4 separate regions of the Mus musculus genome follow, and regions 1, 3 and 4 are each linked to region 2. Evidence: chromatin contacts called from public HiChIP or PLAC-seq and promoter capture Hi-C data. All regions are on one chromosome and are shown on one strand. The core of a region is the stretch at or near the end of the contact, and the rest is flanking DNA. Distances in the headings are between cores, read along the strand shown. Region 1 holds the start of Zfp593 (zinc finger protein 593). Region 2 holds the start of Paqr7 (progestin and adipoQ receptor family member VII). Region 3 has its middle 31 kb from the start of Man1c1. Region 4 holds the start of Slc30a2 (solute carrier family 30 (zinc transporter), member 2).

What was found. Promoter capture Hi-C pulls out the DNA fragments that hold promoters and counts their contacts. HiChIP or PLAC-seq counts read pairs in DNA pulled down with a chosen protein or histone mark.
Region 1: an H3K4me3 HiChIP or PLAC-seq map of bone marrow-derived macrophages shows a contact between it and region 2, with 5 times the contacts expected there. The contact joins the promoter of Zfp593 here to the promoter of Paqr7 in region 2. A contact is called at or near these places in 9 of 39 promoter capture datasets (the HPC-7 cell line, Sertoli cells, embryonic stem cells and 5 more), 11 of 484 Hi-C or Micro-C datasets (B cells, the CH12 cell line, the G1E-ER4 cell line and 7 more), 9 of 115 datasets of contacts at active chromatin or transcription factors (SST interneurons, bone marrow-derived macrophages, embryonic forebrain and 5 more) and 5 of 9 other capture datasets (adipose tissue, embryonic stem cells, liver and 2 more).
Region 3: a contact with region 2 is called in an H3K4me3 HiChIP or PLAC-seq map of bone marrow-derived macrophages, with 4 times the contacts expected there. The contact joins the enhancer-like site here to the promoter of Paqr7 in region 2. A contact is called at or near these places in 5 of 115 datasets of contacts at active chromatin or transcription factors (bone marrow-derived macrophages, embryonic hindbrain, embryonic stem cells and 1 more) and 5 of 9 other capture datasets (adipose tissue, embryonic stem cells, embryonic tail and 2 more).
Region 4: a contact with region 2 is called in a promoter capture Hi-C map of stem cell-derived epiblast-like cells, with 3 times the contacts expected there. The contact joins the promoter of Slc30a2 here to the promoter of Paqr7 in region 2. A contact is called at or near these places in 6 of 39 promoter capture datasets (the 3T3-L1 cell line, hippocampal neurons, macrophages and 2 more), 3 of 115 datasets of contacts at active chromatin or transcription factors (T-cell acute lymphoblastic leukemia, embryonic stem cells and neural tube) and 3 of 9 other capture datasets (adipose tissue, embryonic stem cells and pancreatic islet).

Annotation. Positions count from the first base shown.
Region 1 is chr4:134,242,226-134,249,556 of GRCm38.p6, reverse strand. Zfp593 (zinc finger protein 593) reads left to right here and starts at 3,966. Exons shown (of 3, transcript NM_024215.2): 1 at 3,966-4,253; 2 at 4,470-4,532; 3 at 4,627-6,251. The coding sequence starts at 4,054. The coding sequence ends at 4,768. It overlaps E130218I03Rik (RIKEN cDNA E130218I03 gene), which reads right to left and starts at 5,794. Exons shown (of 5, transcript NR_040436.1): 1 at 5,735-5,794; 2 at 5,582-5,653; 3 at 5,144-5,322; 4 at 4,455-4,650; 5 at 3,684-4,134. Gm30191 (predicted gene, 30191) reads right to left here and starts at 2,609. Exons shown (of 4, transcript NM_001372229.1): 1 at 2,205-2,609; 2 at 1,172-1,255; 3 at 972-1,069. The coding sequence starts at 2,294.
Region 2 is chr4:134,494,864-134,501,996 of GRCm38.p6, reverse strand. Paqr7 (progestin and adipoQ receptor family member VII) reads right to left here and starts at 5,236. Exons shown (of 2, transcript NM_027995.3): 1 at 4,961-5,236.
Region 3 is chr4:134,731,786-134,739,362 of GRCm38.p6, reverse strand. No RefSeq gene overlaps it. Among named protein-coding and RNA genes, the nearest start is that of Man1c1, 31 kb to the right of the region's middle. Within about 2 kb of position 4,597, at least 248 of the 459 cell types and tissues checked have an H3K27ac peak or open chromatin away from gene starts, as enhancers often do. A contact at or near this core is called in adipose tissue, bone marrow-derived macrophages, embryonic stem cells and 2 more, where this site is marked.
Region 4 is chr4:134,338,070-134,345,505 of GRCm38.p6, reverse strand. Slc30a2 (solute carrier family 30 (zinc transporter), member 2) reads right to left here and starts at 2,460. Exons shown (of 8, transcript NM_001039677.2): 1 at 2,170-2,460; 2 at 1,290-1,498. The coding sequence starts at 2,219.

The DNA.
Region 1 (7,331 bases), core at 2,717-5,216, 250 kb after region 2:
CGGGATCCCAGAGTTGGATGGAGCGGTCAGGAGTTTGGAGAGTTGACTCTGGTGCAGAGAGGATAGGCCAACAAGCCAGGTCTGGAAAGCCAGAGAGGGACTTTGAGAGGAGAAGGGGGAGCCTGTTGGGGTGAGCTTGTTTGGGTCCTATAGGAGGGACCCTCCCCTCCCCCATGTGGGGAGAGAGCCAAGTGAGCCAAGTGGTTAGGCTCTAGGATTGAGAGAAAGAGGAATTTGGTACTCGGAGAAAGTGGAAGAAATCCTGGCACAGAGAGATAGAAGAGGAGTTAGGGAGAGTCAATACGGGAAAGGACTGTCAAGGAGGGGTGATAAGGCTGAAGAAGGAGCCTTGCCTCTGGAAAAGTCCTCAGAGACCTGGGACTGGAAGGTGGGGGAGAGGTGGGCAGGAGCCCTGAGGCAAGACTAATGGATGGGTGTCCTAGGGAAGCAGGGAGTGTGGTGGGTGGGTGCGCAGGACTGAAAGAACGCAGATGGGCTCTGTGTGTGTGTGTGTGTGTGTGTGTGTGTGTGTGTGTGTGTGTGTGTGTGTGAAACCAAAGCCAGTTGGAAATGAAACCCTGAGTCTGTTCCCAATATCAAAGACCTTATCAAGCAATTCCTTCCAAACTGTTGCGCTTTGGGCTCCTCGGGGATCCTCAGGCCTCCATGGGCACCAAGAGAACCAAAAGAGGAATCTACGCTGGTGACAAGCTGCTTTGGAAGGTGAGGGTTTATCATCTAGACCACCCTTCATCACAAGCACCCAGGAAGGTCTTCTCTGCTATCCTGGGTTCTAGGGAGATGGCTGTCCTCAGGAAGGACTTCCCTTTACCTCAGTCCCAAGAGATCTAACCCAATCTCCTACATAGGCCTGCTGTATCAGCCCGGGACTAAAGCTTTACAGGATTGGGACAGAGGTAGAAGAGAGATCCTAGGACCCTTCCAGCCCTGCCCCCTAAGGACACACATACTGATCAGCACAGGGCTCTGGTGGCAGCAGTTTGTCCTCGTCTTCTTTGTTAAACAGAGATGACATTGTCAGCCAGCCTTTCACCCCAACCCCCTGAACCTGGGAGGAGAGAACTGGGCGTCAGGAATGGACCAGCCTCCAGGGCTTCACCACAGCCTCTGTCAGGCTTCCAAGGCTTGAACGGAAGACTGTCAGACTCACCCTGCGGGCCAGCTGTGACATGGGGTTGAACGTCTCCTCCGTGGGTTCTGCCTTCTCAGACTCCTCCAAGGTGGGGCTCTCCCTCTGGGACATAAGACACCCCCAACCCCAAGCATGAGAGGAGCCCCATTGCTAACCAGCACTAGGCAGCCTATGTACCATAGAAGTGCATCTCCCACACACCCTGCATCTCCATTGGAGCCCAGAGGAATGCCTGCGGGCACACACATCTCTTCATCATGCTTCTGCTCACATACGCAGGGCTGCATGGTAAATCTCTGCAGATACCCTTGAGCACCTACATCTGCCCACTCCCAAACACAGCTGAACGAACTGGAAACCTTGCACAATGGCACACTATGTGTGCTACTACAGACACACAAGCGTCTTTGTGGCTAGACCTCTCCCCCTGTATACACACGGGTGTGCAGTCTAGGCACCCGGGCAAGAGCACTCACGAGGCTAAGCAATTCATTCCTGTGTCCTCTCCTGCAGGAAGCTGGCTAAACAGAGACCTAGGCACAGCCCTCCAAATTTCTCTACCAACCAAACGTAGCCCCCGGAAATGCCCACATGAAAGCACGCAGGTACAGAATTCTGCTCAAAACGCACATGTATGGAAACTCACTAAATCCAGTTCACATCTGCACCGGACTGTCCACAGAGACACTAATTGTAGCATTCTCTTGCCGACACATCCACAGGAAGCCAGTCTTGGACACGCACCTGTCCAATCATAGGCTTATCCACCCCCTCGCCGGGCTTGTCCCTGCCCCCTGCCGCATCTATTTGTGTAACTGCCATTTATCACAACTACTAGACATAAACGGTCTTAGTTTCAAAGTCCTTTTTGCCTTCTCTCTCACAACCAAGTACGGCCTAAGTATGGCTTTCATCAGATGCTGCTACTGTGGTCCGCAGAGGGTGAGAGCCACTCCCTACTGCCATAAACAGGAGCTCACTACTCTGCAGGCAAGGGATCCCACTTTTGCTTAACTTTGTCCACTAGAAAGCTGTATAAAGTGTAACGTACTTTTGTGTCTACTGCCGATATTGGCGTTGGAACGATCTTTTTCGTATGGCAGCTCCTGAGATCCTTGGAGTCAGCGACTGCTTCTCTCATGGCCCTAGCTCTCCTTCATTTTCTTGAACATCTCTGTCGCTGCGCTGTGCTGTTTGGAAGCCCACCTACAATTGTCTTCTTCCCCAGACTATTTAATGCTCTCTGTGCTCCCTACCTTGGCTGGCTGTCTGTCTGGCCTAGAAAATAAGGACAGTACCCACCTCCTCTGCCAAGTTCTCTTCAGATTCTCCACTCAGCGTCTGTAGCACTTTGGACTTGTAAGTTTTCCAGAAGGCTTGGTTCATGGCTGCAGGGGAAAAGGGTCCTGGCACTCAGGCACAGAAGGCTGGTAGCTCAGTGGGCACCAGTGGCTCTGGTCCCAGAAACTTGGAAGAACCAAGAGCCTGTCCCCGGGATCCGGTGACTTCATGAAAGATGCACCAGTCTCCCCAGCTGGCACAGTGCCAGGCAGGTAAACTTGATCCCACGGATTCTGAGGTTGGGGCAGGCTTGTGCCATTTCAGCCCCAAGTCTTGACCCAAATTGGCCAAAGTTAATAAAGTCAGCTTTTTGGAGAGTCCATTTTTCTGCCTGCAGTCGGGAATACTGATGGCGGCTCAATAGCTGTAGAAAAAGTTTTCCACTTGAGTGGAGTCTTGAGTCCAGGAGCCATACCTATGCATCCTGTGATCGCTGCCATTCTAGCTGGGTCCTCATCAGGGTCCCACCCTGTGTCTACCCAGTCCTCATAAGTTGGAGTTGGAAGATCCCAGACCTCCAGTCAGCACGCTGGGCTTCCATTTCACTTCGGGTCTGGCCTAGAAACCTGTTCTCCCCAGGGATGCACGTGCCTCACTCCCTGTTTCCTGGCAACTGGTTCCAAAGAGCCAGAATGCTTAATTATTGCTGAGGTCCTCTGCCCCCATATAGTGGAGCTGGCTCTGGCCAGCCTGAGAGGCACCAGGCCAAGATGAGCAGAGGCACCATTTCTTGGTCATTTCCCCCTTTCCTGCCAGCCCTCCCTGGGCATAAAGAAAGAAAGCAAAGGTGGGGGGCTTCTTCTAGGGACATTTCCTCTTGGGCTAGTGATGTGGTGCCCCACCCCAAACTCCTCTGTTAGACTGCCTGCCTGGATTATATGAAGCCCTGGACACCAACCCCAGTTCTGAAGAACCAAGCAAGCAAGCAGCCAACCAACCAACCAACAACAGACAAAAAGCTCTTTTTGTAAAAAGAGCTGAGCACTCTTCAAGGACAGACCCCTTAGGTGGTAGATTCTTTGTGAAACAATTTTCTGCTTTTTGCCCCAGGAATTTGCTTGAGAGTGGGGGAGGGAGAACAGAGGAGAGATGTAAAATGAAACGCCAGTGGGGGGTAGGTGAGGAGAACAAGGCTCTTTGTTAGAACCTAGGGGTATCTCTGGGTGACCCATCCATGATTCCACACTAATTCTCATTTATGAAGTAATTTATTCATGGCACAAGCAACAGTGCTTCCAGAGACGTTAAAAGCATCCCCTACCACTGAAATTCGGGGTGTGGAAACCGGCAAGTGAGGATGGGGCGGGCAGAATAGTGGGACCGGCTCCCCTCAAGCCCGCTCACGCCCCGCGAGAGCCCAGTCACTATCATCGACGACCATCTGGGGGCGCTCAAACGGCCAACCCGACCGTGACGTCATCAGAGGCAGTCTGTCCAATCCTGCTCCGCCCCCGGGCGGGCCTCTCGTGACGTCACTGGGCGGCCCGGAAGCGCCAACACGTGTGGGTCTTTTCCCTACTCCCTGTTTCTTGGTCTTGTGTGTGGGTGTCTCTCTGATCATGGGTCGCTCTCGGCGGACCGGCGCGCACCGAGCACATTCCTTAGCCCGCCAGATGAAGGCCAAGAAGCGGCGGCCGGACCTGGATGAGATTCATCGCGAGCTGAGGCCGCAGGGGCTCCCGCGGCCCAAGCCGGAGCCGGACGCGGAGCCCGACCCGGACCTGCCAGGGGGCGGCCTGCATCGCTGTCTGGCTTGCGCGTGAGTCCAGCCTGGGGAGGAGCAGGGTCTGAGGTACTAGCTAGGGGCAGCGAGGTCCGGGCCGCGAGCCGCTAGAAGGTTCTGTCTTGGGATCCCTGGGTCAACCCGCCACTTATCACTTCGGGTTCAGAATCCGATGTCTGGGAACGAGCTAGGGCCAGGGAGGTGTGAGAGACCTCACCCCTTCACTCTTTCCCTCACCCTACATTCCTGCAGGAGGTACTTCATCGATTCAGCCAACCTGAAGACCCATTTCCGATCCAAAGACCACAAGAAAAGGTATGGAGGGGTCAGTAGAGGACTGGCGGATGGGTGCCATGCAGGAAGGGTTTGCACTCGGTGAGCTCCGATCTCCAACTCTTCTTTTTCCCAGGCTGAAGCAGCTGAGTGTCGAACCCTACAGTCAGGAAGAAGCTGAGAGGGCAGCGGGCATGGGCTCGTATGTTCAACCCCAGCGGCTGGGCGTGCCCACAGAAGTGTCCACTGATATCCCTGAGATGGACACGTCCACCTGAGTGGCCTAAGGATGCAGGGCAGAGGAACTGCCCATGGGCAGTGGTTCATCAGCCAAGCTGAGAGTGTGTATTTTGGATTTCCGGTTTGCGGAGATGCTCTCTTCCGGGTGTTCTGCCCAAAATAAAGGACCTGGACAAGAGGGCACACCTCCGATACTAACTTCCCTTACCAGGGGTTTCTGGGCCAAGATGTCTACTCCCTACTAGGTCCAGCTTTGGAACGGGTATCCTCCCCCTGCTTCTTTGGATCTAGGCTGGAGTCTGGCTAGGTACAGCGTAAAACTTGGGAGTAGGATCTAGCGATGGCTGAGACTAATCCCCAAGGGGAAAAAAGTGGGATTCGGATATTGCAGCCCCCTCCCCTGAATCGCCTACCTCCAAGCCTGGGCGAGAGGCTACCCGCCTCATCACGGGGCCTGTGATGGTTGCCGCTGCTTCACCATCTTCCATACTGCATAGCAGGAGCCACCTAACCCGAGGACAGCCAACAATGTAGCCACAATCCCAACCAGGGGACTCCGGGGCTCTGCCTTCAGCTCCCCAGCCACCTGCATCTGGGAGAGCACAGAGGGTGCACGTGAAGGGTCAACTGAGGCTTCTAGGCAGGAAGAAGGGTATAAGATGGCGCAGCTGGGTAAAGAAGATGCAGGCGCCATTTCTGCCCCAGGGAGATTCCACCCCAATCCTTCTCGCCTCACTGCCCATCTGGGTCCCGGCTAGTCAGGCAGCAGGGAACGTGACAGCCTGACTGTTGGGGGTATCAGACGTGTCGTTGGGGGAAGTTGGGAGGAAGAGGTAGGTAGATTTCCTTACCTGTAGCACCCGGAAGTAGCCAGGAGTCAGGCGTCGAAATCTCATAGTGGGGGCACTGTCCTCCCTGTTGGCCTGTGAAATGGGAACAGAAATGAAGACTGGGTGTCGCCCAGGGTGCCAAGAAGTGGACACCAGAGCATAGGGGTCCCTGACCTATTTGCCTGGGCACTGTATGCTCAGAGGATGCTCACCGATGCCGGCTTACCCAAGTCTGGCAGGGGGCAGGGCGGCTGGATCTTTAAATCTGGTCCCTCCCCCCCTGCCTGCTGCTGCCTTGCCAGCCTTAGGAGCAGCTGTCAGGAGGGATCAGCATCAGGCCTGAATATCAGCTCCTCCCCCATTTACCAGAGAGGCCAGGCCAGGCATGTAGGCCAAGTCTTGGCTGACAGTGCCCAGGAGTCCCCGCATCCATCAGGTACTAGGCAGCCTCCCTCGGCCCTGGTCTGAACTGGATGTGAGCATTCAGCAAAAGAGGCCATACAACCTGTTAGCCACTTGACCATTGAGGTTCTGTAAATTCAACTACCTTGGTGGGAGGGTACACTTCATCTCCACCCCCCAACCAAAGATGGAGTTCTCACAAGAACATCTTTTGTGGGCTTGAGGGTGACAAAGGTTTGCTTGTGCCATTAAGCTGTCTATAATGTTATGTTAAAAAATTTTAACTACATTTATCAGTGTGCATGTATTTTGTTATCTCTTGCTTTTTCTTTTTTTGAGACAGGATTTTTCTACATAGCCTCCTGGCTGTCCTGAAACTCGCTATGTAGATCAGGCTGGTCTTGAACTCAACAGAGATCCACCTGCCTCTGCCTCAAGAGTGCTGAGATTGCCGGGCAGTGGTGGCGCACGCCTTTAATCCCAGCACTCGGGAGGCAGAGGCAGGCGGATTTATGAGTCTAAGACCAGCCTGGTCTACAGAGTGAGTTCCAGGACAGCCAGGGCTACACAGAGAAACCCTGTCTTGAAAAAACAAAACAAAATCCAAAAAACAAAAAGTGCTGAGATTAAAGGTATAGGCCAGCATGCCTAGCTTTTTGTTCTCTGTGAAAATGAAGGGGTGGGGGGAAGGACAGTTTTCAGAATAGTATGTGGAATATCTAAATAGAGAATAAGAACGCTCCAGTGCAGTGATGGGGAGGGCTCTAGTTCAGTGATAGAAAGTCTGTCTGTCCTTTGCAGGCTCTGCAAAAGATCCCCAGAACCACCAAAAAACAAAACAAACAAACAAACAAAAACCTAAGAAAGGAAAACTACGTAAAAAGTGTTGGCTGGGTATGATGGCACACTCTAATCCCAGCACTCAGGAGGCTGAGGAAGGCAAATCTCTTGAGTTCGAGGCCAGCCTGGTACACAGAGTGAGTTCCAGGACAGCCAGGGCTGTGTAGTGAGATCCTGTCTCAAACAAATAAAAACAATATACACACACAAAGAAAGAAAAGCAAGGAAGAAAGAAAAGAATACAGGGGCTGGCAAGATAACTTAGTGGGTAAGAGCACTGACTGCTCTTCCAAAGGTCCTGAGATCTGACACCCTCTTTTGGTGCTTCTGAAGTCAGCTACAGTGTACTTAAGTATAATTAAGAAGGAAAGGCAGACAGGCCTGTCAGGAGTTCAAGCCTGGCATGTGTAAAGCCCTGAGCTTCCATATCAAGTACCCCATAAGCCAAATGTAGTGTCTTATGTCTATAACCCCAGTACTCAGTGGGAGGATCCGAAAGTCAAGGTTGTCATCCTCCAACATTCGGGGA
Region 2 (7,133 bases), core at 3,987-6,486:
GCTGGTCCCAAGTGCCTGGGGTCTGGGAAGAAACAGGTACACTTGGTTGGTTCAGCAGGAATCAGAAGAGGAGTTAAAAATAAAAAGATAAGGGGCTGGAGTGATGGCACAGCGGTTAAGAGCACTGACTGCTCTTCCAGACATCCTGAGTTCAATTCCCACATGGTGACCATTCAGGGGACTCAGTAAATCACTGCTGCCATTTTTATGACTACTAGAGCGATCAGAGAAATCCCAGCCTATAGTTTAGCTTGAGGGAAATTCTTTAAAAATCTGTTCTTAAGCTGGGAGTGTGGTTTTGGCAGGCCCAAGGCCTAAGTTCCCACCCATCATCAAAATAAACACAAAAAACCTTCAATCTGTGCCAGTGGATGGGTGGGGGGAGGGCTAGAAAGGTAACTAGCCTAGCCTAGTGTGGTGGCACCAACCTATAATCTCAGCACTTAGGAGGATCGGATGTTGAGGGTCATCTTTGGCTATGTAGCAAGTACAAGGCCAGCCTGGGCTACATTAGACCCCCGTCTTGGGGAGGGAAGTGGTCGACTGTCCCATGAAACATTTACCTGATCTTTGGGGACACATCTAAGGACCAGGGAAGTCTGGTTAGAGTTTGCACTCCTGAAGACACTGACCTATTTAATAATTAAGTTGTTCTCAGCAAGGATCATTCAGAACAAACCTACCGGATTGCAGGAGGAAACTGAATTCTGAAAATTGGCACTTGCTCGCAGACCCAGAAAAGGTAGCTGGCAAGTGACTTACCCAGGGAAGTAGTCTTAACCCAGCTGCCCTATCATGGAGCTAGAGGACACCAGAGGGCAAACTATAAGCAATCCAAAAGATACACCGCCGTGGGCTGGAGAGATGCTTTAGTAGCCAAGAGTGTGCAATGCTCACACAGGATCTGAGTTTGGTTCCCAGTACCCACAGGCTTACAACTACCTGCAATTCCAGCTCCAGGGGGAATCTGATATCATCTTCTAAACTCTTTTGGCATCTGCACTCATATGTGCACAACCCCATATGCAGAAACACACATAAAATAAAATACATCTTTAAAAAAAGAATAGGTTGCCAAGAGAAGCCAGAATTCCGGTCCCCCATCCCTCTTCTCCAGGCCTAACTCATGCTCCCCTTTTCCTAGACTCTGGGTCACCCTCTTCACCTTTTCGTCCAATGTTTATCAACCTCAATTCCTCCCGGAGGTCACACACCCCTTGGTGGTACCTCCCCCTGGCTGTGGGTCATCTGGAGAAAGTGGAGAGAGTGAGCCTGGGCCCTCTGCACTGAGTTTTCTCCCAGTGCCTACTAACCTTGAGCCACCAGGCCACCCCACAGATCAGGGCACACAGGGGATGATGGGTGTCCCCGCTCTGCTACCTCACCCACACAGATGCCTGTGAAGAGAAGCAAGCCAGAGGTCAACCTAGAGAAAGACAGGGCCACCATCTAAAGGGTAGATGGCTACAACTCAACTCCAAAGAAGCCCAAAGTCTGGGCTTTGTGTGGGCCTGGAATCTGAAGTCTGGAACTTACTAGCTTGGTAACTTCCTGAGACTTCCTTTACCTCTCTGAGCTGGTTTCCTGGGAGGCTAAAAGAGCTACCATGGGGCTCTTGAAAAAGCTGTCATGGTTCAATGCTTAGTGTTGCCTCTGGCTTTGGCTATACTTTTTTGTTTTCTGGTTTTCCGAGATAGGGTTTCTCTGTGTAGCCCTGGCTGTCCTGGAACTCACTCTGTAGACCAGGCTAGCTTTGAACTCAGAAATCCGCCTGCCTCTGCCTCCCAAGTGCTGGGATTAAAGGCGTGCACCACTACTGCCCGGCTACTTTTTTCTTTTAAGATTTATTTATTATTATATGTAAGTAGCTTATATGTAAGTATATTATATGTAACTATCTTTAGACACACCAGAAGAGGGCATCAGATCTCATTACGGATGGTTGTGAACCACCATGTGGTTGTTGGGATTTGAACTCAGGACCTTCAGAAGAGCAGTCAGTGTTCTTACCTGCTGATCATCTCTCCAGCCCCTGGCCCTACTACTTTTCTTGGGATTTTCTTGCTCAACCACATAAGCTCTGGGTGGCTTGGAGAAGTTCCTTGCACGATGGCCCCCTTTTTAAGGGGGAAAAGTGAATCCACCTACTTGAAAGGGTCCTGAGGCCCTGTGACTTTCCATCAGTATTTTAGGCCTGCAGAACAGAGCTAATGAATCGGCCTGGTGTATTCCCCTGCTCTCAGATGCCTCAGGCCTCACAAAACAACCATGGTCAGCGGGCTGGGTCATGCCTTTGCTTCTTCCTGTCCTGGCCACGCAAACTACTCGTTGTTGTTTTGTCTATCCGGACTGTTCAGCGTGTTCTCTTAAAGATTATTTTATCTCACCATGGAGAACAAGGTTTGGCCTCATTAGGTAAAGAGAATAAAACCAGGATTCAGAAATCACACAATGTACAAATGTCTCTTCTCCCTTCGTTTTTTTTTCTCATTTATTCATTCATCTTTCCTTGCTTTCTTCCATCTGTGTTTCTTTTTCTGTGGGTGTGCACACGTGGATGCATGCCCATGTGTGAGGTTCTGTGGGGACCTGTTAGGACCTCTACCATGCTCCACTTTAATTTGAGGCAGGGTCTCTCCTCAAACTTGGAGCTCATCAGCTGGGCTAGACGGATTGGCTGACGAGTCCCCTAAGCTCCACCGCAGCCCTGGTGGGTCAGGTTTTCCATGTGAGTGCTGGAGGGCCATACTCAGTTCCTCATACTAACTCAGCAAGCACTTTACTGGCTCAGCCCTCTTTGTCCTTTTCAGACAGGATGTCACCGTGTTGCTCAGACTGGCCTTCAAATCGTGATTGCCTCTGCCTCTGCCTCTCTGCCTCTCTGCCTCTCTGCCTCTCTGCCTCTCTGCCTCTCTCTGCCTCTCTCTGCCTCTCTCTGCCTCTCTGCCTCTCTGCCTCTCTGCCTCTCTGCCTCTGCCTCCCGAGTGCTGGGATTGCAGGTGTGTACCATCATACACACCAAATTTTTCATGTTTCTATAATCCTGTTAAGAAATAAATAACCTTTGGCCAGAGAGTGGTGGTCCATGCACTCTGGAGACAGAGACAGGCAGATTTCTGAGTTCCTGAGTTTGAGGCTAGTTTGGTCTATAGAGGTGTTTTTTCCAGGATAGCCAAGAGCTACACAGAGAAGCCCTGTTCCCAGAAACCAGAAAAGGGAGGAAGGAAGAATGGGAAGGAAGGAGACAGAGAGAGAGAGAGAGAGAGAGAGAGAGAGAGAGAGAGAGAGAGAGAGAGAAATGGCCCTAGCAATTTGGAGCTGAGGTGGGAGGGCTACCTGAAGCCAGCCTGGCCTACATACGAAGATCCTGCATCAAAATTAAGTTAATAGTCACTTGGAGACAGAAGGAAAAATCACTTGAACTCAGGCGTTCAAGGCCCATGTGGGAAAGCTGCCAAGACTCCTATCTACAAAAGATAAAAGAATAGCAGTAAGAAGTATAGTCAGAGTTCATATTGTGACTGGGAGGCAAAACCTCCAGAGGGGTCCTGAGGGAAAGACAAGCCATGGAGGACCCCAAGTGGCATTGCTTAGAGGCTCCATCAGTCACCTACAGTAGCTACTTTCCCATGTTTCTGCATAACTTCCACCCCCATTGCATCTGGTGATCCAGGCCCAGAGGAACGATAATGCCGACATTTGTCTAAAACTAACTCCAGAAGCAAGGCTCCAGGCAACTTCTGGGCACCCAGTGTGGGTAAACGTAGACGGGACAAGCTCTGGCAGGCTTTCGGGTCTCTCAGCAACCAGGTCGCCTCCCCCTTTGCAAACCAATTCTCCAATTCAGCTCAACCAATTTAAAGAAAAGGCTACCTCCGCGTCTTCCAGGACTGAACAAGAAACTATTGGTGTTTCACACTGCATTGTGGGTCTCCATTTGTACTCAGTAACGTGATCAGAATGGAAATGTTAAGGACATTTTCCCCCAAAGTTCAGACACTCCCACGGTTCCAAGGAGTACCCTGAAAGGGAAGATCTTCATCATGGTGTCCCCGGGTACCCAACAAGAACAGTCAGCTTGGGGAATCCACCAAGCCTCCTCTCAGTGCATAGCCTGAGGCAGCCTAAGGGGCTTCAGGGGCTGCTAGGAGGAAATCCCCCAGGTTAAGGCTGAGGGTGGTGGTGGGGCCTTGTCTCTTTTCCTATCTAGGGCAATCTGGCTTTCCTGACGCTAGGGAAGGGATCCAATATTCTGGCCTGGTAGCCCTCCCACCTCTCTAAAGCTTTCCTTGGGGGTTCCCCCACAAGGATCTGCAAAACATACCACACACACACACACACACACACACACACACACACACACACACACACACACACACACTTCCACCCCTGCTCCTTCTTGTCCCATTATAACCTCGCTCCTAGAATGCAGCACATAGCCTGTGAGGTTGGTTGTTCCTGCCCAGGGTGTGATCCTGCTGCACAGGCTGTCTCCCATGCCTAACTTCTGCAGACGACACTGAATTATTCTCCCCATTCCACAAGCCACAAGCTCATAGGCTTTACTCCAGCCCTGGTCCTCCTTCTCCATGGCATGCTACCTCTGGTCCTCCCATAATCCTTCTGCTCTCCCCACTCCCTTACAGTGACCCCCCCACTGCTCCTCCGGGGGTGGGGTGACCTCAAACGTTTCTTCTTCCGGTCCCCTCCTTGAGGCTAATTCCCTTGGTGACCTCTCCTCACCCCTACCGGGAGGTGCTCCCCTACATAACTGTCCGGCTGTCAGGGTCCTGCTGTCTTCGGCCTCGCCCCATCTTCTGCCACCTGCCCACTTCCGCCACTGGGCACCGCACGCATGCAGCTAGGAGCACACCCCCAACCCGCGTGCCGGGGGAGCACTTCTCTACTCCCAGCCCAGCCCAGCCCGGCCCGGCCCCGGGATCTCCAGGAGCAGTCTCACCTGTGGTCAGAGCAGAGCTAGGAGCTGTCTGCTGCGTCCCCCGCGCTGGAGTCGCAGATAAAGGGGTAGCGGCCACGCCCCAAGCCCGGAGGGCGGCGCTGGGCACCGGGAGCTCAGCCGCCTCCGCCAGTCTGCAGCTTCTCGCCTGGCGTTATGCAAGCTCAGACTGCAGGAGGGGTCACTCCACGACGCATCCCGGGACTTCCTGCGGCCACAGTACAGTCTGAAAATAGAAGGCCCAGAGAACCTAGGCTCAGATAAGAGGCTGCAGACTCCTGCAGAGTTTACCCACTTCCCCAAAGCGCAAGCTTCGCTCTGTGATAGTTGCAAGAGAGTCGGATGAGTGTCCCAAGAGCTCTGAGGCAAGCTTGAGCTCAGCACATACCGCTCATGCCTCACAGGGCTACTGTAGTCCAGATGTCGCTCTCCCTGGGGAGCTGCGTCCCAAACTGGGCTCTCTGGCTTATCAAAGTCTCATCCCGTGATCTCTGACATTTTCCCTGTCCTGATTTGTCTAGATCTCTGTCAGAACAACCACTCCTGGTTGTCACATCTTCCAGGTATGGGACCAGCAGAGAAGGTGAACAGCCCAGTGGGTTTTTATAGGCAGGGTATGCCTCCAATAAATACTTTCTTACAGTGCCTCATGTGCCTGCCCCTTCTGTGGTGTTCATACCTAACAAAAATGGAGTACCAGACCGGGTCTTGAGTAAAGAGGCCTGATTGGTAGAGGCTAGGGCCCTGTCCTTTACTGAGCTTTTGAGTCTAGAGCCCTGACACATTAACAGGATTGAAGCCTGTTGCTACCCCAGCTCACCCTGCGACCTTGGACAAACCTTGCTCTTTTGGGCCTCAGTGTTATAGAGATGGCAGTACCACTTGACAAGGTGTTTAGGTCAAACGGTGGACATGAAGGTCTTTGGAAACTGCAAAATTTCCCTCTGTACTGTGATGAGCATATTATCTTAAGAGAATTGTATGTGAGAGACTGGCCTCTCATTCAACAAATTCAGACAAACGCCCACATTTCCTGAATCCATGGGGCAAGCCGACAGGCCTGCCATCCCGTGCCTACTACTCTGGAGACTGAGGCAGGAGGATTATTTGAAGCCAGGAGTTCAAGGGCAGCCTGGGCAACATATGGTGACTGTGTCCTGATAGGATGAATAAAAATGAGAGACTTTGCAGACAGTGGTGGCAGCGGTGGCACACGCCTTTGATCCCAGCACTCAGGAGCCAGAGGCAGAGGCAAGGGATCTCTGGGTTCTGGGCCAGCCTACTCTATGGAGCTAGTTCCAGGAAAGCCAGCGCTAAACAAAGACATCCCATCTTAAACAAAACAAAACAAAACAAAACAAAACAAACAGTAAGGACTTAGAAGAAGCCTCGGACTCAGCTTCTATTTTTGGCAGGAAGGTCAAGCTCTCACTGCTTTGATTCTTTGTTTCCGGTTGGTTTGGCTTTTGTCAGAGGTGGTATGTTTTTTGTTCATTTGTATGTTTTTAAAGGCAGAGTCTCACCCAGCTCCTGCTTGGAGCTCACAAGTGAAGCAGAGGCTGAGGTCTCCGGCATACACCACCACATCCTGTCCCCTCTTGGTTTGTTTTCAAATCCACGGTTTATATGTAATGTTCTTGGCCTGTGGCAAGCGGTGAGCCAAGCAGTTGCCATGACGACCTCTCTTGATCTAAACCATCCCCTGAAACAGGTTCTGTGTCTACCACTCTACACAGTGGGGAAGCGAGCTCTGAGCAGCCATGGGGCCTTCTCTATGACCTTCTTCAAACCTCGAAAGTTCCTTTGAGGTGAATGTGGTGGCCACTGTTTTATGGGTAGAAAAGTCGAGGCCTAGAGCCGGGAAAGGTGCATCCAGGCTCAGGCGGCTGTAGCTATGTCCGGTTCCGGCTCTGGGAAGTGACTCAGGAGGTTTGCCTGCAAGAGAGAAGTCGTTTGGCCATGACCCTCTGAGAGCCCAGCAGTTGTGTGAGGACTGTGGTTAGCCAGTCAGTGCCTATCAGCTCCATGCAGGGCCTCTCAGGTATGCTGTTGATCTATGGCACACTCTGTCACCGTCTTTGTCTGTGTCTGAGGAAACAGGTTCCAGAGTGTGACCTGCCCAAGGCCGTCCAGTCGCCTAGCACTGGACCTGGATCTAAGCCAGCTCTTATCTTGT
Region 3 (7,577 bases), core at 3,348-5,847, 240 kb before region 2:
ACCACCGCCCAGCTGATATAGGCATCTCAAATGACATTTTTTGGTCAGGAAAGCAAGTGCTAGATTCTGTGTGTTATAGTTATGTGGATCCTAATGGGGCACATGTATGTGAGTTAGGGCACAGATAGGCATGTATGTTTGTGTCTGTGAGCATCTCTTGTTGGGGGGGGGGTGCCCAGAGTTATGCTTTCTTTCCTTTGGTCTTTTGAGACAGCGTCACTGTGTAGCCTTGGCTGCCCTGGAACTCAGAGAACTGCCTGCCTCTCTCTACCTCCTGATGGTTAATAGAGGCATGTTCTACTCTTCCGACCGCAGCTCTTGTGTCTTCTCTGGGCTGTAGTAGGGGCTCCTGGGACCTTGGCAGACACGGACTTTGGGACTTGAGGGTTAGCCCCTTGGGAATCTGACAGCTGAAACAGAGGCCCAAACTCTGGTCCCCAGATGCAGAGTCATAAAACTGGAGACTGGCAATCCCTATACCTCCAGTTCCCAGTCATAGCGGGACCCTCCCCTCCCAGTTGGGAAGACTGAAGGTTTGGGCTCCACCAATCCTAAGTGAATCTACAGAATAACCAGGACATCCGCACTGTGGCAAAACCAGTTAGAAGCCCAAGGGTTCTGGGTTCCTAGCCTACTCTTGTCCCTTGTCCCATAACCTTAGTCAAACAGTGACTCAGTGTTCTCCCCTGTAGAATGGGAACCTACCTCATACTTTAGGCATGAAGTAGAGGTGAGTGTCTGAGTGTGCCAGGCACAGCTTTTTCCACAAGTCACCTCATCCAGTTTCCAGCCCCATCCTCTAACGTGGAACTGTTCCCATCCCGCTTAGGACCAGAGAGGTAAAGGTACTTGGCCCAAGTCACTCAGCGGAAAGGGGCCAGGCAGCCTGAGATGCTGCCTCTCAGACCTGATACCTAGCTAACTGGGGACATTAGATCAAGAGTGGCCATTAGAGCTCAGAGAGATGAAGTGACTTGGATCGCCCAGGCAAGAAAGGGTGAAGTCCAAGAAGAGGCCAGATGTAACTGTAACTATCTGCCAGTCTCTTGGTTGTGGCCTGGTGTCTTCCTCACTCCCAGCCAGCCTGCCGTTAAAAAGTGAAAGCTTCAGACTGAGAAGAACCCGAGAAGGACTGGGCCTTCCTCTTTAGATGCCTGCATGGTTAACAGACCCCAGTTCTGTGCCAGGGGTCATGGGATGCCTGGTGTGGTGTAGAGGAGGCTGCATACCCTCACACGTAGGTATCAGGGAGCTAAGAGACTTCTGTCTGTAGCCGAGAGAAAAAGGGAGGCTGGACCAGAGGAGGCCTCAGCTGAGCCAGTGTCTGGCCATGTCTTTGTGAGGGTGGTGGTCAGACCCACCCACTGAGCCCCCCCCCCCCCCCCCCCCGGCAGCAGAGCCCCTCACCCTACACCGACATTGTCTGAGATCAGGAGAGAGCACATCCCGAGTGCCATTTTATCGCTAGAAGTTTGTCGATTCAGCTCATTACACTTAATTAGAATTATTTAATTAGAATCTTAATAAAAGAGTAAAGCAGGAAGGAGGCTGGGAGCGGAGGTGAGGAGATCCGTGCTGGGCCTGCGAAGCAGCAGACGCAGCTGGGGAAGTGCGGGTGCAGGGGCTGTGAGGGATGGGGGAAACCTGCTTGCACAGAGCATCTGTAGCAGGTAGGGCCACTGCAGCTCAGGAGCTGTCAGTGGAGGGCGGAGGGGGTGGTCTGGACTGGGCCTCATCTCTTCTTTACCAGATGCCAAGCCCTGGGCTAGGGGAGTGGGCATGTGGTATGGGGCCCCATTTCCGGTCCCTGAGGGACACAGTTCACAGACGAGAAGAGACGCTTACAGAGAGAACAAACTAGAAGTCAGATGTTTTTACAGATGGTGTGGGAGACAGAGCCATTGCCGCCCAGAGGTGAGATACCTGCTCTGGCTGGGGTTCACATAGGGATAACTACACAGAGACCCGAGCGCTGAGTTGTAGGTAGACAAGAGGGGGGTTTGGGGGAAGTGTAGGGAAGGGTGATGGAAAATGAAGCGTTGCTTCAAAGGGGGGTGCAGAACACAGTAGAGGACTTTGTCACCCTTGGAGCCTCTTTTTCCTCATCTATGGGAGATGGTAGCAATGGAACCCACCTCACACGGCTCTTGCATGGAGAAGCTGAGCTGATGCCTGCATAGCACGTAGGCCAGAGCTGGGCAGTGGCCAGGAGCATGAGCTACGACATTCGTGTGGCGATGTCTCTTTAAGTGGTCAGTTACACCGGTCTAAAGCACAGAGTTACCAGCCTGGAAGTCTGAAGCTCGGAGATACTGGGAGAGGTTGTAGGTGTGTGGGAGCCACCCCAGCAGGTGTGGCAGCGTGGCTGCTGGCTGTCCCCTTTAGCTCATCTTCTTCGCTTATTCCTCCAAGAGGCTTTTGTGGTTCACCACCTTTGGCTTCTCAGGGGAAACAGTCTACAGCATGGCTTCAGGGATGATCCCAGAGACCAAGCCAACAAAGCTATAGAGGAAGACCTGGTTGCATGGTTAGCAGAATCTCCCGCCCCTCGCCTGGACAGTGGTGGATGGTCCGTGCTTCTCATCAGGAAGCCAGTTCTAACAAGAAACCAGAGCCGCACCACATCACCTCTCGACCCTGCGGAGTAGCATTCACTGATATGCCTGGTAACAATATGCTCGCCGGAGTTTATGTCAAGCTATAGAGAAGAGGACATCCTCCCAAATGGTGTAGGGTGCAGGCAGTCAATTGTTCTAAAACAGGGAGAGTTGGCTCCAGGGCCACTTGCTTGAAACCATCCTAGCTGGAAATCAGCAGAAATGAGAGAAAACTCCTAGCAGACTTGTGGGGCACCAGAAGCCCAGCTCCCTCCCTCCGGGTCTCACAGTTTCTGTTACTCGCAGCCAAATGTACCCCATACAGCACAAGGCCATAAAATAAGAGAAAGAGCCGAGGCTGCCCCGGGGCTGTGTGCATGTGTACAGCCGGCAGAAGAGGGAGAAGCTCTGAGCACAGCTGCCTCTGGAATTTGTCCCCGGAGAGGGATCTAACTCTACATTGGGCTTTCCACAAACCGCTCCAGTGGCAGAAAAAGGCAAGAGAATTTTTAGCCTGGTTATATAAAGTGTTTCTTGGCCCCAGGCACAGACTGGAGCTAGGATTTGAGGATTTGAACTAACTCACTCTCTCTCTCTCTTCTCTCTCTCTCTTCTCTCTTCTCTCTCTCTCTTCTCTCTCACTGTCTCCTCTCTCACTCTCTTCTCTCCCTTCTCTGTTCTCCACCCTCTACTCCTGCAGCACCCCCCCTCCCCCTTTGTCACAGAAGCAGAATCTGCCTTCAAACACCTCCTGTCCCCATGGGCTGTATGGACTGGGCCCTGCCCTCAGGCCTCTGACCTTGATGGTGGTTTTTCCCTTCCAGATGGCCACAGGCCACCATTTAATTAATGGAGTAAATGTAATTTAATTAGCTGTTTCAACACTCACTCCACACTTCGGGCCATTAGATCCACATTCCCTTGGATGTGCTGTGGGGCTTTCTCCGCCCTCTGACCTGACTAGACCAGACAGATCTTTGATTCTTCCATCTCCTCAACTTCCAAAGTCAACTTTTTTAGTGGAAAACAAAAGGAAATTACTGAAGAGACACCAAGTTGCTCATGGGATCTACGGGAAAAGCTGGCTCAGGGGAAGGTGGAGTTGAGGACAGGTTGTGGCTCCTGGCGTGGACAATGTGCCTTATGGGAAACCGTGGCCGTAAGGGATAGGGGTGCTCGCTGGGCAGCCCGGCACTGCTACTGCTCACCAACAAGTCGTTTCAGCTGTGCCCTGTGTGACACTTGTGTGTCCCTGACATGAAGGAGGTGCCTGAGAAACTGAGGTAGGGACAGGTGTGCTTCCACAGCTGGCCAGCTGGGACCAATGTCAGGTTCCCACTTAAGACAGACCTGCCTTCCTGCTCACCAGCTAAGAAAGGGGACTGAATAGTAAGAGTTAGAAACCCAGCAAACCGGGTGTTATCATTTCCACAGAGGTGGTCTCTGCTTAAATTCCAAGAGCTGAGCCTGGCAGTGGTGGCACACACCTTTAATCCCAGCACTTGGGAGGCAGAGGCAGGCAGATTTCTGAGTTCAAGGCCAGCCTGGTCTACAGAGGGAGTCCCAGGAGAGCCAGGGCTACACAGAGAAACCCTGTCTCGAAAATACAAAACAAAACAAAATTCCAAGAGCTGTTACTGGCTTCCCCACTGTGGTAGATCAGAGAAGGGCTCTGTGTTTTTGTCTGTTATTATCTCCAGGCTTGGTGGGCATGGTGACAACAGGACAATGTTGTAACCGTGAGTCCTTGCAAGCCAGGCTTCTGGAGCCTTACCAACTTCAGGGCCCGGCAGAGGCAGGCTGAGCCTGCCCGGTATCAAGCACTGTGGGCCTGCTTGGCATGGGTTTCAGCGCAAGAGGGGACCCCTATGGAGACAGTGGAAGCCACAGCAGGCCAGTTTCTCACTAGAAGCACGGGTGTGGCAGGAATATGTGTTTCCTGTTGCCTCAGGGTGTGGTGGTAGTGTGAGGATGCTGGCTACCGCCCACAATTGAGGTACTGGAGCCCACTGCGGTAAACTTGGGGCCGCTGTGCGCACTCAACCCACATCTGGGCATGCTCACAGAGCCTCCTGATGGTGGCAAAGGTCTCCTCCATCAGACTGTCAGTCCCTGAACCTGAGGCCATCTCCCCTCTCACTAGAGGCTCCTAAGGGTTAAGGGAAGCTTCCTCTTACATAGCCAGAGCTTCTGTGTACAAAGGTCTCCCACTGGCTACTGAGGATTCTGAGCACTCCTTCCTCCCGGTTAGAGGGTAGGGAAGCCATGGGGCGCACACTAGGTTCAGACATGAAGGGTGGGGCCGGCAGAACTGGGAGGAACCGGTTTATCCTGAAGGAGGTTGAGCGAGGAGTTAGGACTTGCTGAGGTAATCCTCCAGGGGGGCCATCCCCTCCACCGGAGGATGAGGTGTGACCAAAGGAATGTAGTGCCTAGGGGTAGCCCTGCTGGCCCAGGCTCAGCCCCAGGAAACGGTTGCCAGGCCCGCCCCTTGGAGGCTCCAGCCCCGCCCCTTGGAGGCTCCAGCCCCGCCCCTTGGAGGCTCCAGCCCCGCCCCTTGGAGGCTCCAGCGTTGTTCTACTTGGAGGTTTTGAGTACTTGGCCCCTGCTCCTGGTTATTGTCTCATCCTACAGAGGCTGACAGATGTGCACAGCTGGATGGGGGCGCTCAGCAAAATCCAGATGCCTCACCACAGGCCTGAGCCATAGAGCTGGGCTCTGGGTGCTAGTCCCAGCACCATCAACCTCCATGGGTCTTAGTTTCCCTATCTGTCCAGAGGGAGGGTGCCTTCATTCTTCCCTCAGACACTAACTGGGGTTTCCTTGGTCTTCTGGCCTTATTATTTGGGGTGCATGGTTTGATTTTGTATACTTCTCCTCTCTAATTTACATTAAAAAACCAATTGTTTTATTTTCATTTGTGTGTACGTATTTGTGTGTGCGCATGCATGTGCATGCCATGCGAGTGTGGGTACCTGCAAAGTCTGGAAGAGGGCATCAGATCCGCTGGGGTGGGAGTTCCTTGAATCCCGTGACATGGATGCTGGGAACTGAACCAGGGTCCTCTGGAAGAGAAGCAAACACTTAGCCAGGGAGCCACTGCTCTGCAGCTCCATGCCAGTCTCTTCAGAGGCTGAGCTCACAAGCCTGGCTAGGAAAATGAGCTTCAGTTTCACGCTCACTGACGTTTCCGCCCGCTCTGCTGGTCTTTAAGCTGCAGCTGCACTTTTTTGGATTAAGTTATTGGGTTCCATTGTCTACCACTCCTCTGCACCCAAATCCCTTCGAACCCCCAACACTCGGTAGGAGAGAAAGAGGGTGACAGGGGAAAGGGACACAGGTCTTTTTAGATTACTTCCTGATGACTAGGGATATCGAATTCTTTGGGGCAAATCGAGTCTTCTTCATCAGACTATCCAGCAACCCAACAATAACAAAAGTGGTAGGGATCACAACAGCAGAGACCAGCAGCTGTCCCAGGCTCTCGACTTTATACCCTCTTAAGAGTCCCCAGAATGCCAAATGCAAATTATCTGCAGCTGGCAAAAATCACGTCCCTTCTAGAACATGAGATAAATCATTGCGGCTGTGGACAATCTGAAGCAGCCCCATGCCCCAACCCCTGGACCAGAACAAAACATAATCACATAGCATAACTGGGTTTTTATAAGGAAACCAAAATCCTCACTACATTAAGGAGACACACATTTCTAGCCTATACCGTCTCTGTTCCTTTAACAGCTTACTTTAGTCTTCTTGCAAGGCAGGTTTACCGGCAGTAAATTCCACTATTTTTATCTTTTGCAGAAATCCTTATTTCTTCACTTTGTGCATATGCCTGTGTGATGTGTGTGCATGGTGCACACATTTGTGTGTGTGAGTGTGGCTGCACACCTGACGTGATGTGAGAGTGGAGGTCAGAGGTCAGTCTTCCTCCTACCTTGTTTGAAACTGGGATTCTTTTTGTCCTTTAGCACTGTGTAGCCCAGGCTAGCTGGTCTGCAAACTCTGGGGCTTTCTCCTCTCACCATAGGGGTGCCAGGGTCCCAGAGGTGCACTTCTGTGCATGGCATTACATCGGTTCTGAGGATTCAGACTTGGGACTTCAGTTTACCCATCATGCATCTCTCTCTTCAGCCCATCTTTCATATTTAAGGGCAAGTTCATGAGGTGCAGACTTCTTGGTTGGTGGGGCCTTTTCTTTGATCACATTAAAAATTCACACAAATGTGAATGCTTGAGACAACCTTGAGACAGGGTTTCTCTGTGTAGCCCTGGCTGTCCTGAAACTCACTCTGTAGTCCAGGCTGGCTTCCAACTCAGAGATCTACCTGCCTCTCCAGTGCTGGGATTAAAGGTGTGCCCCTCCCGCACTGCCCCCCCCCCCAGTAGTTTGCACAGGTTTTCTTTGGCCACTTCAGGGATGGTTTCCTTCATCTTTGGTTTGCTGTAGTTTGAAATCAATGTGACAGAGGTTGTCTGCTGTTTGGCTTGGCATTCCTTCATCTTTTCTCCAGGTTTGGCCTCTCACATTACTGTGGGAGAAAGTCACAATGATGACATCAAGTATTGTTTCTGGTCCGTTCTCTTGATCTTTGTCTCCTGGTATCCCCTTCACATGTGTGATACCTACTGCATTCACCCCACCACAGACACTAGAAACTCCCATAGCATCCTCCGTCTGTGTCACTCACTTCAGCAGCTAAACACTATCCTGCTTTCTGTGTGCTCCTCTGCCCTGGGCCTGTGATGGAAATGCAACCATATTCTCTGTGGTAACTCTCCCACTTAATGTAATGCCTCCCAGGATCAGTGTGGATGTCTCCCCCCTTCATCCTCCTCTCTCTGGTTTAGCCAGGACCCCTGCTGTGGCAAGGGTCAGCATGACAGCTCATTGCAGAACATGTGTGGAGTCTCTGGTATCCTGGCCCCCACAGTTTACCTATGTTACTCCTTAGCTGCTTCCCCCTCCCCACTCCT
Region 4 (7,436 bases), core at 1,211-3,710, 150 kb after region 2:
GGCCAGCCTGGTCTAAAAGAGTGTGAGTTCCAGGACAGCCAGGGCTACAGAGAAATCCCATCTAATTAAAAAAAAAAAAAAAATTCAAGGAAAATAAAAGGGAAGAAAGAAAAGTCATTTCTCCATGGGAAAATGAGCTAATTCAAGCAGATTAAAGTATATTTAAAGGCAGGTTTATTGGGAAACCTCTTATGTGGCTCTCAGGTGAGTTAATTGGTCCCAAGAAAGAGGCCAGGGAAGTCTTCATGAAGAGGGAGATAGAGGGGAGGGGGAAGAACAAGGAAGTGTGTGGGAGAGAGAGAGAGAGAGAGAGAGAGAGAGAGTGAGTTAGAGTTCAAAGCAGGGTGCCAAAATGTCTGGATTATTTAGGAAACAGTCCCTCTTGGGGGAGAAGTTGTTTAGTCCCCTGGGCTGAAAAGTTCAGGGTGGAGGGCAGATTTTACCAGGTAGAGACTGAAGGAGGCTGGGAGAACCTGGAGGCCTGGTTCACTTTGTTATGTTAAATATGCACCTCAGCTGTTTATCTCAGATCTTATTCACAGAAAATCAAGTTCACCTAGGGACAGGAAAGCAAAATAAGGGCCTCAGTAGGGGCTCTTCTTATCTCTTTTATTATTAACCTAAGTGTATGTCTTTTGCTTACATGTATGTATGTATACCATATGCCTGGTGCCCACAGAAGCCACAAGAGGGCATCCGACTCCCTGGGGCTAGATAGAGTAACAGATGACAGAGCCCTCACATAGGTGCGGGGAAGCAGGGCCAGGTCCCCTGGAAGAGCAGCCAGTGCTCTTAACTACAGAGCCATGCCAAGTGATTGCCTTAAAAAAAAAAAAAAAAATTAGCCCGGTGGTAGAGGCACATGAAAGGCAGAGACAGGCAGGTCTCTGAGTTCGAAGCCAGTCTGGTCTAAGGGAGTTATAACAGCCAGGGTTACACAGAGAAACCCTGTCTCGAAAAATAATAAACAAACGAACAAACAAACAAATAAATAATGGTGGTTGTGGTGTCACATATCGTTAATCCCAACACTCTAGAAGCAGAAACAGACAGATATGAGTTCTAGGCAAGCAAAGTGAAAGCTCAAAAAAAAAAAAATAGAAAGAAAGGAAGGAAGGAAGAAAGAAAGAAAAAAGAAAGAAGAAAAAGTAACCAATAAAACGGGTAGCTATTACTGCCATTAGCATTAATGTAAACATTCAGCCTATGTGCACAGCAACTTTCACTTAATTCACACACACACACACACACACACACACACACACACACACACACACACACGGCCTTACCAATGATTTCGCCAATCATGAACACCAGGCAGATGGCAGAGGCCACATAGAGTTTGCGTCGGGCCCTCTGCTTCTCGGGGTCAGGGTGACTTCCAGAATCCTTCTGGGCATGGCAATAATGGTTGCTCTGGACAGCCAGCTCAACCGCGGGCAGGTCCACAGGAGGGATCCGGCTAGCTTCACTCTTCCACAGAGATCCTAAGAAGGACCTGGAGGCAAGAGGAAGGACAGGAGACCGCTCAGCCGGAGACGGGGGAGGGGGCACTGGGCCAGTCTCTGGGAGTTATTGCTAGTCTGCTGTTTCCAGAACAAGTAAGAACACTCCGAACCCCGCGTTGGCTGGCGGGTAAGCAGAGGTATGCAGCCAATGTTACAGGGGGGTGGGTGTGGTATTGGGGAGGTGAGTCTTGGGACCTTGTTCTATGATGGTCCCCTGCTCCTCCACCCATTCCCAGGCTGAGAGCTTTGCGAACTAGCCAAAGGGCAGTCAGTCCGGTCGAGCTCAGAGAAAGAGCTCTGAGCAGAGTTCTGGCTCAAACAGCAGCTAAAGACCATAGCTCAGCGCACCCAAGGACACCGGGCCTCCCCACCTCAGGGCTGCCCGGGATCAAAGTGCTGGAGTGAAGGCGGGGTTCCAGGCACCCTACGTCCCACTCGGGCGTACAGGCAGGCAGCGTTCAGGAACTGTGTGCTTGGCCAGGTGAGACAGGTGATCCCTGAGGCTACGAGGCCGCCGCCAATTTCCTTTCTCTTGCCTCACCCCATCCCTCGGATCGGGTCCCAGTTCAAGCCCCCGCTCGGACCAACCACAGCCGAGATGGTCAAAGAGGAGGTACGTGTGATGCTGCCCAGCTTCCCGCCCCTTGGGGCTTGAACTTACCGGGCTCCGCGCGTGCTCTCCAGCAGGTTCTGCTTGTCCATAGTCTGCATGCCGCCTCTCTCGGTGCGCCCTCGAAGTTGCGCGCGGGACGATGGCAGCTCGCAGTCACCTTCCACCTTCCGCTCCGGCCCTGCCGCTGCGCCCCGCGCCCGCCCGCTTTATCCCCGGCCCTCCTCGCCACCTGGTGTGAAGCCGCCCGCCGCGCGTCGTGTGCAAAAGCCCGCGGGGAGGGGGGAGGGTGGCCGGCTGCAAAGGGAATTGCGGCTCTGCCCCCAGGACCTGACCCCTGCATCCCCGGAGCCCGAAGGAGCTGAGCCGGACTGCGACCTAAAGTTTTTGCCTGGAGCAAAGAGAAAAGCACTTGCTAAGAGTTGCCTAGAGTTGCTAAGTTAGGACTGGATGACCACAAAACCCACTCTTCCTGGAATCCTGTAGAAAAAAAAAAGCCTTGGAATCCAAGTTTCTAGAAAATCGGCCTGGCGTGGTGGCATACACATTTAAGGCCAGCAATGGGGAAGCTGAGTCAGGCAGATCTCTAGGTTCGAGGCCAGACTGGTCTACAGAGTAAGTTTCACGGCTACACAGAGTGTCTCAAAAAACAAAACCAACCAACAATAAACCCTCAGAAAAAGAAAAGAAAGAAAATCCTTCGATTGCCCTTAGGGTAGGGATGTGACTAGCAGCTTTGATGGGGGCTACTGCGGGGAAGAGAGACTTCCTGGAATTGGATTCTTGGTGCAAGGGAGTGACAGGGGGCTGGTGCTCTTGCCCCGTGGCTGCAGCCAGAGAGGATCTGCCTCCCCCTTGCTGGGGCGGTGCCCCACAATAGGGCTGTTGGAGTTACAGACCCATTTTGAAAGTTCCTCCTGCCTTGCACTCTCTGATTGCGATCTGGAGTGGCCAGATCGGCCGCTTTATCTCCGTCTCTACAAAGAACAGTGTCCTGTCTTTTTAACCGATGCTATCTGGGGAGAACAGACACACTGCAGGAGACTGTGTACCCCAGAAGCCCAGCAAATTCCTAAGAGATGATGTGGGACCTTCAACGGAGAAGACCACACCCCACACTTTTCTCTTCTCTTCTCTTCTCTTCTCTTCTCTTCTCTTCTCTTCTCTTCTCTTCTCTTCTCTTCTCTTCTCTTCTCTTCTCTCCTCTCCTCTCCTCTCCTCTCCTCTCCTCTCCTCTCCTCTCCTCTCCTCTCCTCTCCTCTCCTCTCCTCTCCTCTCCTCTCCTCTCCTCTCCTCTCCTCTCCTCTCCTCTCCTCTCCTCTCTTCTCTTCTTTCCTTTCTTTTCTTTCTTTTCCTTCCCTGAGACAAGGTTCTCTGTGTAGCCCTGGCTGTCCTGGAACTGGCCATGCTCTGTAGACCAGGCTAGCCTCGAACTTAGAGTAGAGATCTACCTGTTTCTGCCTCTCCAGTGTTGGGATTAAAGGCATGTGCCACTATACCCAGCTTGCCCTATGTATTCCAAACAGTCTATTTTTGGGGGGATTGGGCTCTGCGATTCACTCTCCCCCCACAGCTCAGTGCTGATAGATATCTCCTTCCGGTTGATGATCTCTGTACTCAGTCACTCCATCTCCTAGATTCTTCATGACCTCAGCTTGGAAAGTATAACTGGGGGTGTAGTTTGTGGATTGAGCAGTCATGCACAAAGCCTTGGAGCCTATCCAGTGCCCAGTGCGGGAGAAGGAAGTGTGAGACCCCGACTTAAAGCGTTTCTCCCTGAACGGTAAAGCCCCTAAACGTTCCCCCAAGCTTGTTTTCCCTGATCTCTAAAAATACAGCCAGAAAGAAGCTCTTTGTTCTCTATAGCCAGCAAAAAGCCTTTTTGTTTCTAAACCTTACAACCAGAGATGTGATCATTGTAAAAAGATCTAACCAGGCCCTTGCCTGGCTCCCTGTGCCAAGGACACGGAGATAAACTCCACAAAGAAGAGCTACAACTCACTCCCCACTCCTCATGCCTTGTAATTTTACCAAGGACACCTGCCAGAGAAGAGCTGTAGCCAAACTCCTCCCAACTTCTCACTTTTTCCTTTAAAAGCCCCCTACTGTTACCCCTTGGGGTCGAACTCCCCTGCCCTGCACAGCTGCAAAAGGAGTTCGTTCTCAGCTAGCTGACAACAAAGCCTCTTGCAGTTTTGCATCAGGTGTGGTTTTCTCTCGAGTTATTGGGGTGCCAGCTCATCCCGGGACTTGAGCGGAGGTCTCCCCAGTTTCGGGGGTCTTACAGAAGGAAAGGCCATGTGTATCACTACGGCCATGGTTAGCCCAGGCTAGAAATGACCACGTCTAGCCCAGGCTAGAAATGAGACTGTAAACCTCAGAGGAAAGACTGGTCTGGACATGACGGGACTGGGGTAGCATGCAGACTCGAGTTCCAGCCTCAGCACCATATTAACCAGTGGAATGGCATATGCTTGTAGTCCCACCTCTGCAGAGATGGAGGGGAAAAGGGATCAGAAGTTCAAGGTCCCCTTTGGCTTTATGGCTACTTTGAGGCCAGCCTGGGGTACTTACGACTTGCAGGCCCTGTCTCAAAAAGACAAACAATAATGAAAAGAAACCCATACCAAATCCTCTCAGTTAGAGAAGTGGGAACAGAAGAAACAAGTATTTCTGGGTGCATAAGCCTGGAATTCAGCTGATGGGGGAGCAGGGACAAGAACTCTCCTCCCCTGGTGTGATGGTTTGTACTAAAACCATAAGGAAGACACCTGGTCAGCTTGGTTCAGGACTGAGTACCTAGGTGGGCATTTAACACCTATGAAGTTAAATTGAAACACACAGGAGACCCTGACAAGGTCACACGGGCTTGCAATCCAACAGTTTAGGAGCCTTGGGCAAAAGGCTAGCCTGGGCAATTTACTGGGACCCTGTTCCAAAGTGAAAAAGGACTGGGGTGTGAGCTTGGTGGTAGAGGACCCCGACTAGGCACAAAGTCCTTAGTCCAGTCCCTGGTCCTGTAAACATGAATTAGGTGAGAGGCAGCAAGTGCTGTTTGAGGGAGTCTCTATAGAATAACCACAGATTGCTGTCATATCTTACTTAGGGAGAAAGATTGTGACAGTGTGCTGGACGTGGTGGCGCACGCCTTTAATCCCAGCACTCGGGAGGCAGAGGCAGGCGGATTTCTGAGTTCGAGGCCAGCCTGGTCTACAAAATGAGTTCCAGGACAGCCAGGGCTACACAGAGAAACCCTGTCTCAAAAACCAAAAAAAAAAAAAAAAAGACTGTGACAGTGTGTTAGAACACCTTTATCTCCTAGGTGCAACACATACATTCTCCAGGTTTTGGTTTTGGCTTTTTGAGATAAGAGTTTCTCTGTGTAACAGACCTGGCTGTCCGGCAATTTGATTTGTAAAAACCAGACTGGCCTTGAACTCACAGAGATCTGCCTGCTTCTGCCTTCCAAGCACTGAAATCAAAGATGCACAACACCATGCCAGCTCAGCAGATCGCAGATTTGTTTTAAATTCATATTCCAACATGCATGTGATATTATATGTACACACACACACACACACACACACACACACACACATATATATATATAAAATCTAGTTTGGCTTGGCTTGTTTGCATTTGAGACAGTCTCCCTATGTAACCAAGGCTGGTTTGAATTTGAGCTACCCCTGCCCCAGCATCCTGAGTCATGGGATTATAGGCTAATGTCAGACCACCCAACTTATTCCTTTTGGTTTTAGTTTTGGTTTCTTGAGACTGTATCAAGCCAGCCCAGGCTGATCATGAATTTTCTGAGGGTGGCCTTGAGCTACTGATCCTCCTGCCTTGCTCTTCCACCTGAAGCCACAGATATTCTAATCTTCGGAGCTGGTCATAAAAGAATCCTCTGGCCTGAGCAATCAGAGAGGCCCTGCCCAGTATCTGGGATGAGGAAAGTGAACAGACTCTGCTTGGTTTTGTCACCGGCTATTTAACAGCGGGTCTCACTTTTCTCGTCCAATCAAATCCCCCAGGGTTGCAATTTAATTGTGTTTACACGAGGACATCTCCAGTACACACATACCGGCCCCCCAACACACACATAAACACAGGGACAGAGTTCCAGTAGCTTCAGAGAGCGAACACAGGAAGGTTCCTGGAAGCTGGTCTGTCTAGAGAGGGCATGGACAACTCCACCCCTTCCTGTTCGACCTGCCCTGAGACCTGAGGGGAGACTACAGTTTCCTTCACGATATCATTTATAATGAACTAATATATGTCAAGTTAGCATCTCCCTGGGTTCTTAGAAAATTGATGGTACCTTAGGAGGGAAGCCACGAGAAGATAAAACAACCTGGAGTTTGTGTTTGGCATCAGAAGAGAAGGGGGACTGTCCTGAGGGCCTAGCATCGCAGGCAGGTAGTGTGAGACCCCGGCTTAAAGCGTTTCTCCCTGAAAGGTAAAGCCCCTAAAACATTTCCCCAAGCTTGTTTTCCCTGATCTCTAAAAATACAGCTAGAAAGAAGCTCTTTGTTCTCTATAGCCAGCAAAAAGCCTTTTTGTTTCTATACCTTACAACCAGAGATGTGATCATTGCAAAAGACCTAGTCAGGCACTTGCCTGGCTTCCTGTGCCGAGGACACGGAGATAAAAATTCACAAAGAACTCACTCCCCACTCCTCATGCCTTGTAATTTTACCAAGGACACCTGGCAGAGAAGAGCTTTAGCCCAACTCCTCCCAACTCTCCCCTCAACTCCTCCCAACTCCTCCCAACTCCTCCCAATTTCTCAGCTAGCTGTTAAAAGCCCCCTCCTTCAGCTAGCTGATAATAAAACCTCTTACAGTTTGCATCAGGTGTGGTTTTCTCTCGAGTCATTGGGGTGCCAGCCAGCTCATCCCGAGACTTGAGCAGAGGTCTTACAATAGCAGCAGGGCTGAACAAAATTGGTGGACAACCTGTTGTGGTCCACTGCAGAATCAGTTGCCTGCCTGGTGCGTGCTCTGATGTCTGAAGCTCTGCCTTGAGAGTTTACCAGGGGAAACTGTATCTGAACTTAGCCTCTCTCTGTATCCTCAGAAAAAATTTGAATTGATTTGGAAGAGTTTGTATTGAGGATGTAGCTCAATAATAGGGTGAGACTAGCATTCTTGGGGCCTTGGGTTCAATACACACACAGACACACACACACAGACACATACACACCTAAACAAAAATTGCATTTAAAACTTCAACAAGGGAGTGGGAGAGATGGGTCAGTGGTTAAAAGCACTCACTGGTCTTCAAGAGCACTTCACGACAGAAGGTGGTGGTTCATG